2 separate regions of the Hordeum vulgare genome follow, and region 2 is linked to region 1. The links are chromatin contacts, called in public Hi-C maps. All regions are on one chromosome and are shown on one strand. Each heading gives the region's core, a stretch centred on a gene start, on an enhancer-like site or on the middle of the called end of the contact. The rest is flanking DNA. Distances are from core to core; before and after follow the strand shown. Region 1 holds the start of LOC123398944 (cysteine-rich and transmembrane domain-containing protein WIH2-like). Region 2 holds the start of LOC123452799 (transcription factor BHLH089-like).

The links. Hi-C and Micro-C count contacts between places; a contact is called where the count stands out from the background.
Region 2: a contact with region 1 is called in a Hi-C map of seedling, with 4 times the contacts expected there. The contact joins the promoter of LOC123452799 here to the promoter of LOC123398944 in region 1. A contact is called at or near these places in 2 of 6 Hi-C or Micro-C datasets (leaf and seedling).

Annotation. Positions count from the first base shown.
Region 1 is chr5H:550,952,722-550,955,910 of MorexV3_pseudomolecules_assembly, forward strand. LOC123398944 (cysteine-rich and transmembrane domain-containing protein WIH2-like) reads left to right here and starts at 1,609. Exons shown (of 3, transcript XM_045093386.1): 1 at 1,609-1,810; 2 at 1,954-2,077; 3 at 2,187-2,416. The coding sequence starts at 1,771. The coding sequence ends at 2,259.
Region 2 is chr5H:551,341,504-551,344,692 of MorexV3_pseudomolecules_assembly, forward strand. LOC123452799 (transcription factor BHLH089-like) reads right to left here and starts at 1,533. Exons shown (of 6, transcript XM_045129517.1): 1 at 1,148-1,533. The coding sequence starts at 1,360.

The sequences.
Region 1 (3,189 bases), core at 359-2,858:
CGGCCCGCAGCCGACGGCGTTCCTCTTGCACTCCACCACCTCCAAGCCAAGCAACCCCGGGTCTTGGAGGTAGTCGTAGTCGTGCACAACGTCGGCAATCACAATGAACGACCGGGAACGCGCCGGCTTGGTCGCCATGGCACGCAGATCAATCAGTTTTTATCTGGTTTTATTTATGGAGCCCTCTAGTTTTTCATAGAGGTGAGAATAGATCGGGTACAAAGCACACTGTATACATGAGTATATATAGGGTCTAGGAAACAGACCCGAGTTTCACTTAAACTCCTAAGAACAAGTACAATAGTGTCTAGTCAGCTGGCTATAAGCCATTCCACTTCACCTAAAATCTAGCTCGAGGGAAGAGAAGACAAGAGAGAGAAGACAGCGGGCGATTCATGGAGCGCCCGGCTATAGCACAATGTTCGATAGAAAGGAGCTGCATGCAGAGGCTAAAAGCTAGCACTACTTCCTCACCTTCAATCAGTGGCATTTTTCTCTCTTCCATGCATATAAACATTGATTACTACAGCTAACTGTTACAGCTAGTTTTATTGTACGAGAATAATTTTCTGAAGGCTACAAATGACATGGCATCGGCATAGAGCCGGCAGTCGGCTCTTCTATTAAGAGCATGGTTAATAGTATAGCCAACTGCTGGCTATAAGCAGTCTTATAGCCATCTTATATCTAACTTATACAATAGTTATCTATAAAAGAGTATTACTTTTATCATATATGACCCACATTTTATTCTCACAAATCACCTATGAGCACGGCTGGATATGGCTCTTCACGAAGAGCCTGTTTCCCTTCTCTCTCCTCTTCTCTCTCATCCAAATCAGCAAAAATATAATATTTTAATCCTTACAGCCTGTTGATTGTACCTTATTGTACTTGCTCTGTCCATGCTCTGAACCTATCCGGATACAAACCTACCCGGAGCTCTAATGGACCAATGAGCAACAGGTATTAAAAAACCAAATAAAATCCCAACGAAAGCTGAAAAAAGGCGGCGTAGCGGAGAACAGCCGGGCCGCCGCCCAGCCCTGCGCCTATGGACACGCGCGCCCACGCGCATTGACCACACCACATGGCCTGCTGCCATGCTATGTCCAGGGGTCGGCAGCGACCGAGCCGGTGCCCGAACCAAGACCTACAACCGCCCAAAACGGAAAAGGAAAATTCCTTTTCCGAGCCGCAAGACGCAAGGACGACACGGCCGCCATGCCATTGCCCATGCCCGTGCACCGGCGCAACAGAGGAGAAGAGAAGGCATGCGCGCAGTGGGAACGGAACACACGGCTGGGATGGGATGGGGGATCGCCGGCCAGCGCAAGGTGACCGTGCGCCGGGGGGAATCAGGTGCCAAAACCTCGTTGCAAAGCAAAGCAAAGCAAAGGAGGTACTACTACCGAGGGGTTCGATTCGGCGGCCCCTTTCGCGCGCTTTCGAGATGCTTCCTCTTGGTCAGGCCTCCAACCGAACCACCACCACCGGAGAGAGACGTCACGTCTCCTCCGCCGACACAGCATGCCCTACCACCTTCCCCCCGCCCCCGCCCCAGCGCGCGCCACGTCCAACCGCGCGGCCGGCTATAAGTAGACGCACCACGCCGCCCAGAAACGCCGGCCATTAGCCAGCTGCTATATCACCTGCTCCACTACTGTTACCCATCGTCAATCACCTTCCCAGTTGCTTTCTCTCCCCATCGTCACCGTCGACGCGTACACCGGGCGGTGAGTTGGTCGTCTCCGGGGAGGATCGATCAAGATGAGCGATCCCAAGTACGCCTACCCCTACCCCGCGCAAGGTACGCGCGAGCTCACCCTCATCTTGCTTGCTTGCTTGCTTGCTATGGAGAGGAACCAGAAGAGGATCCATCCAAGATGCGGCCGGGTTCCGTTTCTTCATCATCTTGATGTTGATGGTCTGTTTCTGGTTATTTATATGCAGGTTACTACCAAGGGGGGCCATACCAGGGGCAGGGCGGCCCGTACCAGGGGCCGCCGGTCATGGCGCCGCCGCAGTACGCCGCGCCGCCGCCGCCGCGAGCCCAGCCCAGCTTCCTCGAGGGCTGGTACGTGCGTGCTTAATTACCTTGTCCACGGCCACGGCTAACAATCACCTGTCCCCAAGCTAGTGATTGGCAAAATTACTCACTCTGTGCTCTCTCATTGTGCATGCAGTTTGGCCGCGCTCTGCTGCTGCTGCCTGATCGACGAGTGCTGCTGCGACCCCTCCATCATCTTCGTCGGGTAGATCAGATCAGCATGCGTCAACTGTACAAAGAGACGATGATGGCCTCCTCAAGGATATTTACCACGTTGTTGCCACGCTATATATGATACTATATCTAATATATTCGCTTATTGTAACTCGAATCCATCAGTAACAAAAAGGCTTCACGATCCTGCTATCTTCCGTCCGTCTCCATTTCCTCTGCGTGTAAATTCGTTGCACTGTTACAAGTGCGCTCGTTCATTGTGCCTCTGGTAGTACTGATGATTTGTGATTAATTATTCTCTTTTATTACTGTGGTTGGGTGGAATGTGGATACACGATGGAGATGTCTCTACACTGAACGAGAGTGAGAGTGAAAGGCAACGACAATTTGCGAGAATTTATGCTAAAGCAAATATTATCCTGCTATAAAGCACAGGTGCTTGAGCAGAGATTAAAGGGGAAAAAACAGGTGTATCTCCTCTCCCCTAATAATAATAATAATAATAATATATGATATATATAATAATAAAGCGCGCAGCGCTTCTCGTCCGGCGTCGGTCATTTTACAGAAGCCCTCGCAGTTTTAGGTAATTAATCCGCGGTTTAATTTTAAGTCAGCGTCGTCGGTCATTTTACAGAAGCCCTCGCAGTTTCAGAACGAACCGTTTTTTTGTCATTTTGCAGAAAAGTCCTCACAATTTTAGATAATCAACCGCGGTCCATCTTTTAGTCACAGCCGAACCGTTTTTTACATTTTTCTTAAAAATCCCTGATGTTTTAGGTAATCAACCCGCCGTCCCTATGTAAGTCAGCCGAAACGATTTTTTGTTTTAACAAAAAAACCTGACTTTTTAGTTAATCAATCCATATTTTATCTAAAACAAAATTATCCATATCTGTTAAGCCGTAACTCCGATTTTAACATGTTATATATGATATTTGATTGAGAAAATGTGTAGAATCTAA
Region 2 (3,189 bases), core at 283-2,782, 390 kb after region 1:
AAAGATTGGCAGAATTTGTGCAAAGATAAACTAGTCTTGTTAACTTGAATACTGAGCAGAGCAATCATACACTGTCAACATCAGTGAGCCAAGCCTGACAGGCATTAGCAGTTTAGCACTGATATGGACCAATCTAGAGTACGTACACAGATCACTGTTCAGTACCAAGTTATGACACCTACTTATTATATACATCATTTCAGTTGACAGAAGTTGAGCTGTGAAAGCCACTAGAGGATGTCTTTGACAAAAGTACTCCCTCCGTTTCTTTACTCCGGACGTAAGATTTGTCTTAAGTTAAACTTAGTAAAGTTTCATCCGCAAAAAAAAACTTCATAAAGTTTGACCAAATTTATATTTAAAACTACCAACATCCACAACACTAAAGATCTAGTACGATATGAAAATTATTTCCATGATGCACCTAATGGTATTGAATTGATATTGTGAATGTTGATATTTTTTCCTAATTTTCGTCAAACTTTGCAAAGTTTGATTTGAGACAAAACTTACATGGAGAGTATAAAGACGGAGTGAGTAGAATCTAGGCCAACACCGTGGATATAATAAAGCTGTGGCTAGCTAAAAATAGGAAAACTAGCACTGTGATCAACAGTGTGTTATTACTACAATAATGATGAAAGGTAGCTACAGAGTAATGGTGCCTTTCAGACACCTGGAAATGAGTCTTGTCTACACTCAAACTTAAACACCACTTATGATACCTACTCCCAAGGCATTTGGATTTGTTAATTAGGGAGATCGATAATGTTAACCTTCCAGTACTTCTAGAGAATGTTCTAGTAAATTATGAACCAGCATCCCAAGTCTAGTTACATTCAGGCATCCTCACACGGCAAATGCTAGCTGCAGCCAACAAACCGTATATAGTACAGTTACCAAACCAATCCAAGCTTACCAAAACGGTCATGCTACTAACTTACAAGAACCACAACTACGCCGAATCGAGCACATGAGCAGATCACCGACACCGCCAAGCTGACTGGTGTCCGAAGCGGCCACTCTCAAGAGTCTCAGTTGCAGCAAGCAGCAGAGCAACAATGCGCGAGCCCCCGAATTCCCCTCTCACCAGCCCAGACCCCGCCCCCGCCACACGGATCACAACGGACGCCGAGGAAAAACCTACCAAATCCTGGCCGCCGGAGCCGCCGGAGGTGGAGACGGGCCTGGCGGAGGCGGAGTCGTCCTCGGACGCGGGGGGCTCCCGCTGCCTCCTCCGCGGGCGGCTGCCGCTGCTCTGGCCCGTGACGGCGGAGGACGCCTCGCCCGCGCGCCCGCCGCCGCCGGCGCGGTGCGGCGGGCGCCAGGGCTCGGCCTTGAGCTGCGGGGCGGGCTCCATCGCCCCTTCGCGCGGCGGAGCGCTAGGGTTTCGGCGGGGGGCGCGCGTCCGCGGACGGAGGGGGGAGACCAGATCGGGTGGGGAGGCCGAGGCTGGGGGAGGGGGAGCTCGCCGCGGCACTGACCCACTGTGCACTTGCGCAGGGGAGGGGGGGGGGGAGGGAGGGGTCAGAGAAGACTGGAGGAGAAAGAAAATTAATAAATGCTCGGGATTTGGCCACGCGGTGATTGGCGGGCGTGCGTGGGGGGGCTGCCGCTGGATCTACTCCACTCCACGCGACGCGATCGAATCTGCTCCGTCTGGACGTGCGGGTCGGCCCGGCCCGGCCCGGCCCGGGAGCATGTTGCGCTGCGAGCTGTCATCGGTCGATCGGGTCGGGGGTCGGCGAGCCGAACGGGTGTGGGTCGTCTTCACGTGTACGGTGTGCCCGCGGAAGACGGGCTGGAGACCCGTCCCCGGCAGGGCATCTTCTTGTCTTTCAAATAAAGTTTTTTCTGTCTCTGCTTTTCCTTGTGTAGCTTTTCTCATCTTGTGAAGGGATGGTTGCTATCAAGTGCGCAATCCTTTCTTCAAATGCATTTACTCGGGCTGAGAGTACTTCCAACAACACACGATGCAAAACAGTGAGTATCCAAAAGAAGAAAAAAAAATCGACACCCTCTTCGCCTGCGTCGCCCCCGGGTGCGATGATGGGGGCCAGCGTTAACTGTCGCCAACCTTAGGCCCTTATCCTTCCCCTTCCTCCTCCTCCTCGTCGGATCTTGTTGGCGTTGGAGGGCCAATATGGGCGACAAAGGAGACTCCCCCCCCCCCTTCCATGCAGTGGTCGATGGCACGGATAGGCGCCGTCGTGTGGATGCGCGACACTATGTGGGACGGTGTTTTGCGACGAAGGCATGAAAGTCCATAATTTACATTCAAATTGTTCGTTGCACGTCCTAGAGCCGCCGCTGCGACTTGGAGACACGATATATGAGTTCTTGAAGGTGGTCGCCATTGAGAAAGTTGTCATCACACTATCATCAACAAGAGCTTTAAATAGTCAAATTTAAACGCTAAAGGATCACTATGTCGTGGGGTTCGCACCACTCACGTGGTAGGTCAATTGTATAGCAAAAAGGAAATTTATGAGAGCATTTACAACAAGACATAGCAAATATGTGCCCTTAAAAGCCCGCGTACACTTACCGAACATGTCTTATATGTTGGCTTTCACATCCTATCCCTCGTATTCGAAACCTTAAAACCATGCAAACTACGTAAGATACGATTAGCACACACGAATCAATATTTCATCGCGTGACGAAAGGAGCAGAATTCATCGGGGTTTAACCACGGACAGTGCAAATTCATACTACAAACTACTTAAACATAGATGAAATATAAACATAACGGGGGAAGGGCGAAGGAAATCACCATTTCCTCACCAACCCCTTCCCCTTTCGGTCGTCGACACAGTCGTGCCCCTCCTCCATGTAGGCATTGACGTGCGGAGGTGCGTCGCAATTGAAGCTGGAGGTGGAGTCGTTCGTCTGGTCGGAGTCGGAGCTGCACCTTTCGTCTGATAGCCTATGAAGCAGACGGTCATGCTCCTTCGCATGGAGGGTTGCCTTCGCCTTCACTGTCGCCTCCTTGTTTGCCTTTCGCTTCGACAACTCGATGGTGAGTCGAAGCGCCTTTGGCATTCTTGCGGCGAAGGCGCCGTGCATCCGTTATCGCTGTCATGAGAGAGTGGTGAAGGACCAACGCGAGGAGCACGACCTCGGGATCGACCCGTGCGCTTGCGTGTGACCGACATGTGGACATCGCCTCCCCGTCACTGTCCTCCC